Regions from separate parts of the Callithrix jacchus genome. Here region 1 is linked to region 2. The links are chromatin contacts, called in public Hi-C maps. All regions are on one chromosome and are shown on one strand. The core of a region is the stretch at or near the end of the contact, and the rest is flanking DNA. Distances in the headings are between cores, read along the strand shown.

Region 1 (7,206 bases), core at 416-2,915, 150 kb before region 2:
GTGTGGTAAGTGGCTGTTTTTCAAGGCCCTCACTTTTGTTTACACTCCTTCTTTTCTTTGTCTTTATTCCCCTTTATTTGCCTTTTTTATTCTCTTTTCTGCAGACTCCAGTCTCTTGCTGGTTTTAGTAGGAACTGAAGATTTCACCGCCTAAAAGTTATTTGTAAACACTTTGAAGTCTCTGTGGGATGGACATTAGAGTAATAATAACAAAACGGCTTATTGAGTAGGAGGCTTATTTAACTTGTTCCGGAGGGTTACCCTCCTAACAATATGCTGTCTAAACAGATTCTTAATTACCCAGCTCAGAGTCTGAACGTCTTGAGGAATTACTTTGAAGTTTCTTGTTAATATTACCATCACATTATGTAAGTCTATACTGTGAGTTTGTAGATGGAGTTCCTAGTGGGTGCCCGGCACATAATAATTGCCTAATAAGTTGCTATTATGAAAAGTTACTCTAATGAATTATTAGTTTTTTTTTTTTTTTTTTTAAGGAATCCTTTTATTTTTATTTTTGGAGACATTGTTTTGCCCTGTAGCCCAGGCTGGAGTGCAGTGGCACGATCTTGGCTCACTGCAACCTCCACCTCCTGGGTTCCAGCGATTCTCCTGCCTCAGCTGGGATTACAGGCACGTGCCACCGCACCAGACTAATTTTTGTATTTTTAGTAGAGAGGGGGTTTTACCATGTTAGCCAGGCTGGTCTCGAACTCCTGACCTCAGGTGATCCACCCGTCTCGGTCTCCCAAAGTGTTGGGATTACAGGTGTGAGCAACCGCGTGTGGCCTTAGGTATACATTTCAACACTTTCAAATGCCTTACCTTTTTTTGGGACACACTGGAGTTGTTACAGAACACACAAAATAGGCTTTTTGAGGGCACTGGCATAAATTCTCAGTGATCGTGACCCCCACGCAGTGAAAACCACACGTTACCTGGCATGTTTTCCGGTGGTTATTTTTAGAATAATAAAGATCATCTCTAGCTACCCAAGCAAATTTAATCTGCTGAACACAACAGAAACAACTTTTCTGTGGTTTAGCCACCCTCTCCCTTCACCTAAGTCATTTAGTGTGGATACGCAGGAGTGTAATAAGAGCTGCTGGGCTACCCAGAAAACGCTCTTGCCTTTGTAAGGCTTCCATCTCAAGCGGAGGTTTACCACGCATCTCACTTTAAATGGGGAAAGGAACAGGGATACGGAAAGATCCCCTTGTGCGACTTCGTTTCCAGCTCGGGGGTTGCGGGGCGTCCCAGAACAAATGACATGAATGAGTCAATCATCTCCTGCAAGGCAGCCGCCTCTGAGTTAGGTCGCTCGCCTGCGGGGACTGAGGACTGCAATTAAGACGCTCCTTCTCCGTCCGGGTCGGATTCCATGCAGCGGGGAGCCGACTGTGAGTCACCCCGGCCCCGGGAGCCCAAGCGAAGGGGCGGGCCCGCGCGAGCCGCGGGGCGAGATTCTAGCCCGAGGACGCCTCGCAAGGAAGAGGAGGGGCAGCTGCGCGTGGGGAAGAGCAGTCCGGGGAAGGGAAAGGAAGGGAGGAAGAAGGAAGGCGGAGGAAAGAGAAGGGGGCGAACGAGAACGCGGGCCGGGCCGGGCGGCGCCTCGGGGAGTGTCTGCCGCGCGGGGGCCGGGCGGGGCGGGGCCGCGGGCGCTCAGGGCTTGGCGGGGGCTGCCGGGATTGGGGCGCCGCGGCTCGCGCTGGTCTCCGCTTCGGCGGCCGCTCCTCCGCGCCGCAGGACTGGGCTCTGTGGGACATGTCCGCACCTCGCTCGTCGCGCGCCCGGGCCTGCTAGCTCCTGCGGGCTCCCCGAACGCGCGGCGCCGCACCTGGCAGCGGCCTCGGAGCCGGGCTCTGGCAGTAGCGCGCGGCGAGCGCACCGCGCCGGAACCGCTGCAGTCATGGGGCTGCAGCCCCTGGAGTTCAGCGACTGCTACCTCGACAGCCCGTGGTTCCGGGAGAGAATCCGCGCTCACGAAGCGGAACTCGAGAGGACCAACAAGTTCATCAAAGAGCTCATCAAGGACGGGAAGAACCTCATCGCTGCGACCAAAAGTAAGCGGGGTCGCCGGCGCGGACAGGCTGCGGCGAGGCGGGGAGGAGCCTCTCCCGGCGGGAGACTGGGGGTCTCCAGTCCGGGGAATTCGTTCTGGACCTGCCCGGCTCTCTCTGAACCCGGGGGGGCGGGTCCCTGGGGTCATTCCTCCCCCAGGCAGCGAGGCGAGTCCCCATTCCCGGCGGCTCTGCGGCGGCGGAACGAGCTGCCAGCGGGCCCCGCTTGGCCCCTGCCGAGCACCCCTCGCTGCCTGCGCGCTCCGGTGGACCGACCCTATGCTCTCCTGGCCCGGAGTCGGGTTTCATTGCTGCCTCAAGCTGCTCACAATCTCTTTTAAAACAGAGGCATCTGTTTGCCTAGTTTTGTCTTGTGATCTCTCAAAAGAACTTTCCTGGGGATTGTTTGAAATCCTGTGGGGATGTTGAATTTTTCCGGAGTCCCCTTAAGCTTCACGTTTTCCCTTTCATTGTCTGATTTTCCCCTACAGTCTTGTTCTAGGCCCTTCACGTGCTAAACCTGAAAGTCCACCTGGCTTTATGCTGCTTCCGCACATTCCTCCCCTCCGGTGCTGAGGAGGGTTCAAAGATTGGGTTTGGAAGAGTGAGAAGACAGCCTGCCCTTTAGTCCCGGCGGGCACCGCTTGCAAACAGGGATTCCACCCCGGTTAGGCTTGATGCTTTCCTCCCCTGAACTTCTCTGTCTTTTGAAAAACTCGGAAGAAAACCGGAGATATACAACAGTTAAGTGTATTTTAGTGTAGTTGAGAATACTCTTTCTAGGAGAGAGAGGGCCAACATTCCTGCAGAAATACTGAGTTAGTGATACTGCTGGAAAATGGGGTGGAATTAGCTACAGTGAGGAGCTGGGCAGCCTGACCGTCCCTTGGACCCACAACCCCTTCGGAGGATGGCTGTGAATGGCCCCTTTCCCTCTTTAAAAGACCTGCCCATACAGCAGACAGGGACTTGGGCAGTATCCAGCCTTGGGGAGCTGCGTTCTTAGGGCCTTTATCACTCACCTAGATTCTCAATTCATTAATTCTCAGCCTTGAGTATTCGTTCCTTGTGCATTTGTTTGTAGATACCGCCTCTGGGGAAAATCCCCCATCTCACTGTTCTCCAGACTGCGTCCCCACCTCCACCCCCCACCGTCCCCGCTCCATTTTTCATTAAGGACGAATAAAACATATTGAACACACTGTCTCGGTCACCCAGCATGGTGCCTGGCACAGTAAATATGCATTTAATGAATGAGTTGAAGTACATTTCTATGGGAAGTATTTATTGAGCCATCCCTGTAATTTTGAAAGCAAGTCACTCAACTCTGGATGATCTCCAAGGTTCCTTTTGGTTTTCTTACCTCTTTGGTGTTGCAAAATCAGGATTGGGACTCACTTAGGGGTTTTTGTTTTGTTTTGTTTTGTTTTGGAGTCTCTGTTGCTTGAATCAGAAATGGGACTCTAGGACATGTTACAAGTGGGCTTATTTGGTTGAGGGTTCTCCAGGCCCTTGGCATCTGGTATGTGTGTTGGGTGGGAAGTAGGAGGGCGATATACATATGGAGGAGTGAGCATAAAAAGGAGGAGTTGGAGGCGGGGGTGCAGAGTGAACATGAGAATGAGCAATTGGTGTTAGCTAGAGTCACTGGGCCGGGAATTTACCTTGTCTTTTATTGGCTGTAGTAGCTCCGTTTGGAGCTAGAGATACGTGGAGAGAGGCCGAGGGCAAAGGCAGTTTGGCCACTGGTAGAAAGCTATTTCTGTGACAGCATATTAGCTTTCCTGCTATCAGAACGCATACCTTAGGTTCCAACAGCAGCCAGTGCATCTGGGGGACCAGATGTCAGCCTTCCTTCAGACTGTAGACTTTTTTTTTTTTTTTTTTTGAGATGGAGTCTAGCTCTAATGCCCAGGCTGGAGTGCAATGGCAGGATCTCGGCTCACTGCAACCTACGCCTCCCAGGTTCAAGCAGTTCTCTGCCTCAGCCTCCCAAATAGCTGGGATTACACTTGCCTACCACCACGCCCAGCTAATTTTTTTGTAGTTTTAGTAGAGACAAGGTTTCACCATCGTGGCCAGGCTGGTCTTGAACTCTTGACCTCGTGATCCACCCACCTTGGCCTCCCAATGTGCTAAGATTACAGGTGTGAGCCACCACCCCCAGTCCAGACTGTAGACTTTCTTGAATTTGTGAGTTGGTATCTTACTCCTTTTGATTCTTGTCCTTCAGTATAGGAAACATAATTTGTAATCACGCTTTTAGAGTAATAGTGAAGTGTCTTTTTTTTTTCTCATTATGTTCGTTAAGAATTTATGTTTAAATTATTTCCCAGAAGGTGACAGGAACACAGCTGTAGCTCACATGCCTTTTCCCATTTGGTTCATAAAGTTTACTTCTAGTTCTTGTCAAAGACTAAGAGCCTGTAATCCCAGCACTTTGGGAGGCCTAGGTGGGTGGATCACGAGGTCAGGAGCTGGAGACCATCCTGGCCAACATGGTGAAACCACGTCTACTAAAAATACAAAAATTAGCTGGGTGTGGTGGTGGGCGCCTGTAGTCCCAGCTACAAGGGAGGCTGCGGCAGGAGAATCGCTTGAATCCGGGAGGCGGAGGTTGCACTGAGCAGAGATGGTGCCAGTGTATTCCAGCCTGGGCGACAGAGTGGGACTCTGTCTCCAAATAAGTAAATAAATAAATAATAAAAAATCAAAAGTTGACTAGGTGTACTTAGTACGTGTACTAAGATAGAGTCGGCCGGGCGCAGCGGGTGACTCACGCCTGTAATGGTGAACTCCGTCTCTACTAAAAAAAGAAAAAGTCCAAAAATTAGCTGGGCATGGTGGTACGTGCCAGTAATCTCAGCTACTTGGGAGGCTGATGCAGGAGAATCGCTTGAACCCAGGAGGTGGAGGTTGCAGTGAACCGAGATCGCACCACTGCACTCCAGCCTGTCGACAGAGACTGCATCTAAAGAAAAAAAAAAAAGACTAAGCCCTGGACTAAGACAGGGGACCTGAGTTTAATTCTTCTTCACTGCATAGGGCCTGGCTGTAGGAAAATTGAGCAGGTCTTGTAACTCTTTTGCATCCAGCTTTTCCTCCCTACTTCTTAGGGGAACTAATAAGGTTCTGCAGCATTTGAAAACGGCTTGATGAGGTTGTTTGAAATTGCAGTCTAGGTAAATGGTTCACCTACCAGTTGAGCTTTTGTATAACATCAGAGAGTCAAGGAATGGCATTAGGTGGAGGATCTACAGAAAGAAGAAAACCCACTAGGTCAGATTGTTTGTGTTTCCAGATATTTTACATTTTACTTTACAAAAATGGCTTTTGAGCATTCCGAGAATTGTGTAAGTGATTTCCATTATTTATTTATTTATTATTTTTTTAAAACATGGGATTTCACCATGTTGGTCAGGCTGGTCTTGAACTCCCAACCTCAGGTGATCTGCCGGCCTTGGCCTCCAGAGTGCTTGGATTACAGGCGTGAGCCACCACCCCTGGCCTAAGTGATTTCCATTTTTAATTGCCCTGCTTGGTGTCTCCTGCATGCATTTCATTCTTGGAAGATTTCAATATATAATTTTGATGTCTTGACGCTTTGAAATCTTCCACAAATATTTACAGAGTTTTGAGGCCTTATGGGACCTGAAGGCTTACTGATGAGTTCAGTTAGATAGCAATCAACAAATATTTAGCACCTACAATTTTTTTTTTTTTTTAATGAGACTGGGTTTCGCTCTTGTACCCCAGGCCGGAGTGCAGTGGCACGATCTCAGCTCACTGCAACCTCCACCTCCCGGGTTCAAGCGATTTTCCTGCCTCAGCCTCCGGAGTAGCTGGGATTACAGGCACCTGCCACCACGCCCGGCTAATTTTTTTTGTTTTTTGTTTTAAGTAGAGACGGGGTTTTGCCATTTTGGGCAGGCTGGTAACTCCCGACCTCAGGTGATCCACCCACCTCGGGCTCTGAAAGTTTTGGGATTACAGGCGTGAGCCACTGTGCCCAGCCTAGCACCTACAATTTGTTTAATATTGGAATTAGATACAAAGACTTACAATAGGGTAGAGACCCTTGCCTTTGAGTTTATTGTCCTGTAGTTGAATTTATTTAAATCTAAGGAATATTTTTGAACTCTTTCCTGCACTGTGCTAAATTCTTGAAGAAACAAAGGATATACACACATACATGTTACAAGGTTAAAAATTTGGTGAAAAGTAAATATTCTAACTTTTCCAGGAATGAGGGTTTGTATGTTAGAGTGGAGAAGGTTTGTTGGAAGTTTGGAACTCACTGATGTTTTAAGTAAGGAGTAGAACCTTATCATATTGGAAACAAGAGACTAGAACATTTGCAGTATTTGAGGAAGAGTGAAGAGATTAGTTTGGCTGGAATGGTCGTTTTTTAGAGTAGTAGGCTGGGGTGAATGGAAAGGTCAGTTTTAGAATCTGGAGGGCCATAAAAGCAAGGTTGGGAATGTGGAGTTTATATTGTGGAGTTACTGAAGGCTTTTCAGCAGAAGCCTGACTTAATAGAAAAGAGATGGTTTAGAGACGGTATTGCTCATTTGTGTGTAGGGTGAATTTGGAGATAGCACTGGGGGTGGGGAGGAACTCCGGAGAGAAGAGCCATTGATTTAAGTGGTAGATTTGGAGATAATTCACTCAATTCAAAATGAATTCTTTGTTCAAATGGCTTTTTTAGTTTTCTTTTTAAACTAGTTTCCTTTCTTAGAATAACCAGTGTCCTCTTTCAATGCAGTTTAAACTTTTGTAAGACTTTGTGATGTCTATGTAGTTTCAGTTGCTTATGATTCATATGGATAGATAGCACAGTTACCAGAAAAAGCAATAAGCCATATATGCTTTTCTCATATATTTTACACAAGGCAGTCTTGAGAAAACATATCTTGTTCTGTGGGGAAATATTTTTTAAAACAAATAGTCCTTACAGTTACTAAGCACTATTACAGTTATATAAAATGCTCTGTAGTAAACTAAAATTGTCTAGCTCTGTGTTTCTGAAGCTGAAGGGGCCCTCATTAGTGAGTCCGCTCTTACTGAATAGGCATGGAAAAGGATGTGAAGGACCTTGTTAGTGGCAGAGCCAGGACAAGAATTTATGTCTTCCAAACTTGGTTTT
Region 2 (7,827 bases), core at 95-2,594:
GAATTGACTACTCTAGGTGTCTCATATGAGTAGGATCACACAGTATTTGTCCTTTTGTGACTGGTTTATTTCACATAGCTTGGTGACCTCAAGGTTCCTCCATGTTGTAGCGTGTGTCAGAATTTCCTTCTGTCTAAGGCCGAATCATATTTTGTTATACGTATGGATCTTCCACATTTTATTGACCCATTCATTCATTGATCAGTGGGCATTTGGGTCACTTCCCTCCCCTGCTGCTATGAACGGGCATACACGTATCTGTTCCAGTCTCTGCTTTTAGTTCTTTTGGGTGTATGCCCAGTTGTAGAATTGCTGGGTCATGTGATGATACTATTTTTAATTTGAGGAAAAAAATATTTTTAATTTTTTGTTGGGAGTTGGGTCTGTTGACTGCTGGCAGTTGAATGATTGAATTCTGGTTAATGGAGGCACAAAAATATGATTTTGAGGAGTGTTAGGTGGAAATTTTCATTTTAGCTTTGCAACACATTATATTTCAAGATTATTTTACGGAAAGCACTATTTTTCACAGTGCTTGTACCATCTTGCGTTCCCACTCATGATGCACAAGGGTTCCAGTTTCTTGACTTGCTCACCAACACTGCTTCTTTTCTTTTTGGATAGTAGCCATCCTAGTGGGTGTGAGGCGGTATCTCCTTGTGAGTTTGATTTGCATCCTAATGATGAGCGATGTCCGAGTGTCTTTTTCATGTGCTAATTGGCCTTTTGTGTATCCTCTCTGGAGAAATGCCCAGAAAAATATTTTCAAGAGTAAAATTAGCTAAGTTAGGAAAAATATCACATGATACCTAGTAAGAATGGTTTCTAGGACGTGAGTTCTCTCTCCACTATTCTCTGTGGAGTCATGCTCTTCTCGTTCCTTTCTAGTTAGACAAGCTAAGCTGCAAGCTTTTTTTGGAATAGCCTCCTGACCAGCTGGTGCCCCCTTCCCTCCCAGGGGATCAGACGTTGTGAGGGCCACAGATAGGCATCCAGCCCTGGCCCGCCTTTGAGAGCCAGGTTCTTGAGATGCTGCCATGGCTGGCTGTTCGTCACCTGCCGCCATCACTCCCTGAGCACCGAGGTGCCGGGAGTTTCCTTTCTCAGGCAGGCTTTATTCTTAGAGAATTTATTCATGGAAATGTTTGTTGATTGCGATTGCATGTGTTTCAGCCTTGGGGCATCGGTTCTGGTTGGAGTTTTTCACAAACGAAAGCCTCTTTGATCATTAGTTCTTGGGGGTCAACGTCAACATGCAGAATGGGAGTCACAAACATTTTCGGCAAAGAATGTGATTGTAAATATTTTAGACTTTTTGGACCATGAAGTTTCTGTTGCACCTGCTCAATTCTGCTGTTGCAGAAGGAAAGTAGCTGCAGACTATACGTAAATGAATGGTCATGCCTGTGTTGCAATAGAACTTTATTTACAAAATCAGGTAACATAGTGCGTTTTGGCCCAGGACCATAGTGTGATGTCCTCTGATGCAGAGTTTCACTTTTCACCATCTCCAGTTTGACTCACCTGTGTGATTTTAACATAGGCAGATATCCAAGTGGAGCAAAACCGGCAACACTTCTATGAACTGTCTCTCGAATATGTGTGTAAACTGCAGGAAATCCAAGAAAGAAAGAAGTTTGAGTTTGTGGAACCTGTGAGTATTACTGCCAAGTTGGTTTCTGGTAGATTTTTGCAATATAAGAGAAATATTTTACTCCTAGATCTAATTTATGTTTTAGAGTTTTCAGAGGCTATAGTGCATAAATATGAAGGAAACATATTGAAAAGAGCAAACACAGATCCCCTGAAGTCAACGAATTGCCTCTGAATCACTGTTTCTCAGCTGTATTTGCATAGCAACTTGTAATATTCCCATTCCTACGTGATCACAAGGAAGGCACCAGGTGTAATTTCTGTCACTTTAGTCTGCAACTCTATCTTTTAAAAATTTTCCTGAAAGAATTTGTTAGAATGCGTGAACATGGGTTGCTTTTACCAGTTCAAACTTTGATACTTTCAACAATTGTAATATGACTTTGAACACAACCCACAATGCTTATGGCAATCTAAGTTGAGAAGCAGGATATGGAACATTTGAGACTATTTTGTGAGTTCCTCTAGCATTTCCTTTTAATTATGTTTGAAACACATGGTTTCTGTTTGCGATTATACAGGTGTTTTCTAATAGCTTCAGTTGTTTATATATGAAGATACAGGCACATGAATATATATATCTCTTAAAATGTAAAGGATATTTCATGTGGATTTCAGCAAAAACGAATTCATGATTCTCAAGATTCATTTTAATTTTAATATTGACTTGTTGAATTTTTTTTTCTTAAGCAACTTTATTAAAATAACATTCACATGCTATACAGTTTACCCATTGTATGTATAGTTTGTAGAAACAAGAATAACCAAGTAATGATTAAAAATCATTTGTGAAGCTGTGCTTTAGGTGGAGCGATAGTCATTAACCTAAACCATAAGAGAAAAAGTAAACTTCCTCAAAGCTTTCTTTTTATGTGAAATAACAATAATGGTCTGCCTTTATTGGGCATTTATAATGCCCAGTGGCTGTTCAAGTCATTGTTCTAAGTGTTGTATCGAACTCATTATTCCATACTATAACTCAATGAGGAGATTAGGATGTAGAAATAGAGAAGGCTGAGTAATTTGCCCACAGTCCCTTAACAAGTCCTGGCTGATGTTGGGAATGGAGCCTGCTGGGCATTTGGTGTCAAAGCCCCAGATTCCTAACCACCCATGGTATGGCATTAGGAAGAAAACGAATCTCAGGATTTGCTTAACTCACTCCCCAGATCACTTCTCTTCACTTTAGATTTATTTATTCACATGTGGAGCAGAGGCAGCAGCCCTGTAAATTCAGGGACAGGTTGGGTGCTGGTAGACAACTAAAAGTTTCATTATGGGTTTGCGGCTGCCCCAGGCAAGTCACAGAATATCTTTGTCAACAAAACAGAGAGGTTGCACTCTGCTGGATGTGGCTGGAGAGCCTGGAGCTTTCTAATTCTGTGATTTTACTTGCTTATAGATTGTATCAACCTATAGCGAATAAGATTTCAGTTGCAAATGAATATTGGGATTCTTCTGACTAAAGAGGACAAATTGATGACTTTACAGTTCAGTTTTTCCTATAGATCATGCCATACCAATTATCTAAAGCCTGTGACATTTAAGGGAAAAAAGCATCCTTTTCTATTAGACCAGTTAATAATATGTACTGGGGTTTACTTGAATGTTAGTCATTTCACTTTAATTACTTTATTTCAGTGGAATAACAGTGAGATGGTGGTGGGGGGGGGGACAGGAAAACTTGGTTGTTTATATGATTCTTTTTCTTCTGAATTTTTTTGTGCTAATATCCCTTTTTCTTCCTGTGTCTTAGATGCTGTCATTTTTTCAGGGGATGTTTACCTTCTATCACCAGGGCCATGAACTTGCCAAAGACTTCAATCACTACAAAATGGAACTACAGATCAACATTCAGAATGTAAGGAAATGAAAGCTTTCTTTATAAAAATATGTTTTAAAAGTGTATTTTTCATTTTTTTTGTTGCATGAAAAGCCTTAAATGAAGACAACACTTATCTGTTGGTACAGAGAAACTGAGGGTATGCTGCCACCTGCTGGTCAACTCTTGGTATGACAAACTGCTCTTCAATTGGTTGAGACTTGGGAAATTCTGCCACCTGGCGGCTTTTCCTGCAGTTTCTGGGTCAGTTCTAAGGATAAGCTTTTTTATGTTAACTCTAAATCAGCTATGTCTGCAACAGACAAAAGAGCACTCCACTTTATATTTAAGGCACTGAATATATAATGCACTACATTTCTTCTCCTTTAATTGGGCATCTTGATTTTTGTTCCCAAATAGGCTTATTGTTGGAATGGAATTTCTTTCCTACATTTTATGCTTATTTACTAATGCACTGGTGTTCACAGTTGCTATTGGTCTTGATTTTTTTTCTTTGGAAAATGTATACTTTCTTCCAAGTCTTGGATAAAGAGATTTAGGAGAATGTTATTAAGCAGAATACTGTGATCAGGTGGTGGATGTTTTTCCTCTCAACATCAGTTGATCCTGGAAGCATTCTCATTGACAAGCTGGGCAGGGTATGGTGAGTGTAATTTGAGGTCTCATTAGAAATGTAGTGAGATATCTTTGTGACAGACTCACAGCACGTACTGAAAGACACACAGGTAGATGGATGGGAAGGTGTGGTTGCAGCCTGCTCTTCATTTTCTTTCACAATTAGAAGTTGAGAGTGGATACCTTTTTTGTATATTTTCTTTCCAACTTTTTAAAAATGTACAGTTCCCTATACTTGGGAATGTACATGATAAAAACCTCGTTTTTATAATATGTGTGTCAACTTTGATTTGAGGATTGTTCGGACATTCAGCTGGGCGGCAGCCTGGGGGTTGGGGACCCCTGCTTGAGATTATAATTCATTTTTCACCCTCCACTTACTGGCTATGTGAGTTATAGAAATTCACCTTTTCTGTCTGGACCTCACCCGTCCAGTGCAGTGCTGGCCAGAATGAGAACGTTCAGGCAGCATTGTTTATACAATTTCTAGAACCAATGTAAAGTGAAGAAAATAGTGCCCCTTATTTAGAGATAATGCAGAGTTTCAGGACAGAGGCATTTGATCATTAAACCAAGCAGAAGCTCTTCTGAGCACAGGGCCCTGTGGACTGCATAGGCTAATGCCCTTGAAGCCAGCTCTCTGCCTCAGGCTCTGGGGTGAGCTGTGGGGAAACGTCAGTCTCCTGGGATGTTGAGTGAAACCCCTTGCACAGCTTATTTATTTGTGGAAGTATGTATATAACATATCTGTGGGGAAGGGAGGGTCTGTTTACATAAACCGAAAAATTTTCAGAGGCATGAAATATTTAGATGGAAATGAGCAATATTCAGTCTTGAAATCTTATGAACAAAACTTGAAGATAAGCTTTCAGTTGAAATGTTTCACAGAATGACCTGGTTAGAATTCGTCTTGCTCTATAGAGAGCACTGGTATGATCTTGGCTCACCACAACCTCCGCCTCCCGGGTCCCGGTTCAAGCAATTCTCCTATCTCAGCCTCCAAAGTAGCTGGGATTACAGGCATGAGCCACCATGCCCAGCTAATTTTTGTATTTTTTAGTAGAGATGGGGTTTCACCATGTTGGCCAGTCTGGTCTTGAATTCCTGACCTGGTGATCTGCCCGCCTCAGCCTTCCAAAGTGCTGGAATTACAGGTGTGAGCCACCTCGCCTGGCTTAGAATTCTTAATATGTTAAAGAACTTACACAGTTGACAACAGTATCCATTTTCCATAGAGAAATGGGAAAATGACAGTTTATTGGGGGGAAAAAAAGCCTTTTCTCTATTCTCTGGCACTTAAGGATGTGGTCATCAGTAAATGGCCCCATTTTCTCAGCCTTTTCTCTAAATATTCCTCTCTTGATTTTATTGGGCTGTTTCTTAATAAATACTTTTCTAACTTGCTCTGACAGTTTCTCTCTGCCTCAGCTTCAGTATTGAGAACACCTGATCCAGATGTCATCTTTGCTCTTCAGAATTTTATTTTCAGCTAATTTTTTCTCTTCAGAAACACCAACACCTTTGGAACACAGGTTACTCATCCCGTATCATCTGCTATACCTCAGTGACACTGTCATCGACTCAGTTCTTGGCCATTCATCTCCTTCCTTGATGTCAGTATTTTGTTAGAGTAAAGGGAAAATGCTGGCTATATAAAACAGCATATTGTTGGAAAATTTCCCCGTTGTGTTTTTCACGTTACGTGTAGGTGTTTAAGGAAATGTTCTCACATGCTAACTGCCTCTGCATGATAACATCATAACTATTTCAGTCATCTTTTTTGTATTTCAGTTAAATAGCAAAACTTTTATAATCAGAAAAAGGTAAAAGTTGTTTAAAAGTGAAAACCTATTTTTCCCCATCTGATACCTATTGTCTTGTAAAAGTGGCTAGAGTTCTTTTTTTTTTTTTCTTTAGAAATTGAGTCTTCATTTTCTATAATCCAGAGTAATAAGTGGAAATCAAGAAAGTGCAAGATGGCTTTTAGGAAATAGGCTTTCCAGAAGAATGAAAATTGCCGCAAATTTAAAGAATATTTTAAGAAACTAATTTTGAACTTTTTGACTCCTAAAGAATGTGGTGAAGAAGAGACTGGAGTAGAATTCTTCCTGGAAGGAAATACAGGGTGCAAGATTTTAGGATTCATGAAGAGTTCCTAGAGGATGAGAAGAATGGTTAGGATGTATTTAAGAATATGGACACAATACTTCTGTTGCAGTGTTTTAAGGAAAGTAAAATAGCAAAACTACAGACTGTATGTGTGTTTTTAAAAGAGATTAGAAATGATCACATCAAAATAAAACAGCAGTTATTCTGAGAGGTGGATTTAGGCTTTAGTCTTGTTTATCCCTTTTCTTTTCGCTCCCTATATAGGACTATTTGTGTCTGTCTCCATGTTTTATACTGATATAGATTATTTTTTATCTTTTAGACAGAGTCTTGCTCTTGCTGTCCAGGCTGGAGTGCAGTGGTGCTATCTTGGCCCAATGCAACCTCCACTTCCCGGGTTCAAGTGATTCTCCTGCCTCAGGCCTCCTGAGTATCTGGGACTACAGGTGCATACCATCACACCTGGCTAACTTTTTGTAATTTTTAGTAGAGATGGGGTTTTACCACGTTAGCCAGGATGGTCTTGATCTCCTCACCTTGTAATCCGCCTGCCTAAGCCTCCAAAAGTTCTGGTATTACAGACATGAGCCACTGTGCCTGGAGGATTAGTTTTTATAATCGGAAAAAAAGTTTTTCAGAGATGTTTTCTTTTTCAATCAGATTTAAAATACTAAAATACTAAGGCTTAATTTAAAGCTAGTTATTTGGAAATATTTATTTCTAAAGCATGTAAAGAAAACAAGGTGGAAACAATCTTTTATTGGCTACATTGTATAGCATTACACAGTGTCCTATCTCATAGGTTATTGGGAGGATTAAAGAACCGTGTAAATGCTCAGATGTTAATCTGTTCTAACATTTGGAGTCTAACATTATTGTAATTAGAAGATATTTTCATCTGTGCTTGGAACTTGTAATTGGAAATTGCAAGGTTCTAGCTATTCTACTGATTTGTATACAAATTTTTCACTTTATAGTTTACCTAAAACTGGTACATTTAAAAACAGTGGCTGGGCATGGTGGCTCACACCTATAATCCCAGCACTTTGGGACTCAAATGGGAGGATCCCTTGAGCCCAGGAGTTCAAGACCAGCTTGGGCAACATAGTGAGACCCTGTCTTCCCCCAAAATAGAGAAAAATTGCTAGAGGTGGTGGCACATGTGAGTAGTCCCTGTAACCAGGAGGCTGAGGTGGGAGGATCATATTTGAGCTGGGAGGTCGAGGCTGCAGTGAGCCATGACTGTGCTACTGTACTCCAGCCTGAGCAACAGAGTGAGACTCTGTCTCAAAAAAAATAAACAACAAAAAAAGTGAAGGCTTCTATTCCCAGTGCAGACATAAACCTCTGAGGAAGTCGAGTGGTGAGGGAGAAGGGGACCTCATAGAGGCCTCTGCAGCAGGGACGGTGAAGTGGTCATGAGTCAGGTGGCTGCTGGGGCGTCTGGGAGGTTTCTTATGCAGAGCAGAGATGTTAAGTGAGCACACGAGCAGACATGTTGCGAATGAGAACCAGGCTTCTTACTGTCTGGGAAGAAGTTCACAAACTTGGAAGGAGAGAGACTGGAAAGAAACCTAAAGAACTGGGATAGAATTAGATTTCTTGGT

The links. Hi-C and Micro-C count contacts between places; a contact is called where the count stands out from the background.
Region 1: a Hi-C map of skeletal muscle shows a contact between it and region 2, with 4 times the contacts expected there. The contact joins the promoter of ARHGAP10 here to the enhancer-like site in region 2. A contact is called at or near these places in 2 of 3 Hi-C or Micro-C datasets (both in skeletal muscle).

The regions. Positions count from the first base shown.
Region 1 is chr3:49,124,490-49,131,695 of calJac240_pri, reverse strand. It overlaps ARHGAP10 (Rho GTPase activating protein 10), which reads left to right and starts at 1,665. Exons shown (of 21, transcript XM_078366438.1): 1 at 1,665-2,063.
Region 2 is chr3:48,973,303-48,981,129 of calJac240_pri, reverse strand. ARHGAP10 (Rho GTPase activating protein 10) reads left to right here. Exons shown (of 21, transcript XM_078366438.1): 4 at 1,544-1,654; 5 at 3,410-3,514. The coding sequence starts at 3,410. Among named protein-coding and RNA genes, the nearest start is that of ARHGAP10, 150 kb to the left of the region's middle. Within about 2 kb of position 1,344, at least 1 of the 16 cell types and tissues checked has an H3K27ac peak or open chromatin away from gene starts, as enhancers often do. A contact at or near this core is called in skeletal muscle, where this site is marked.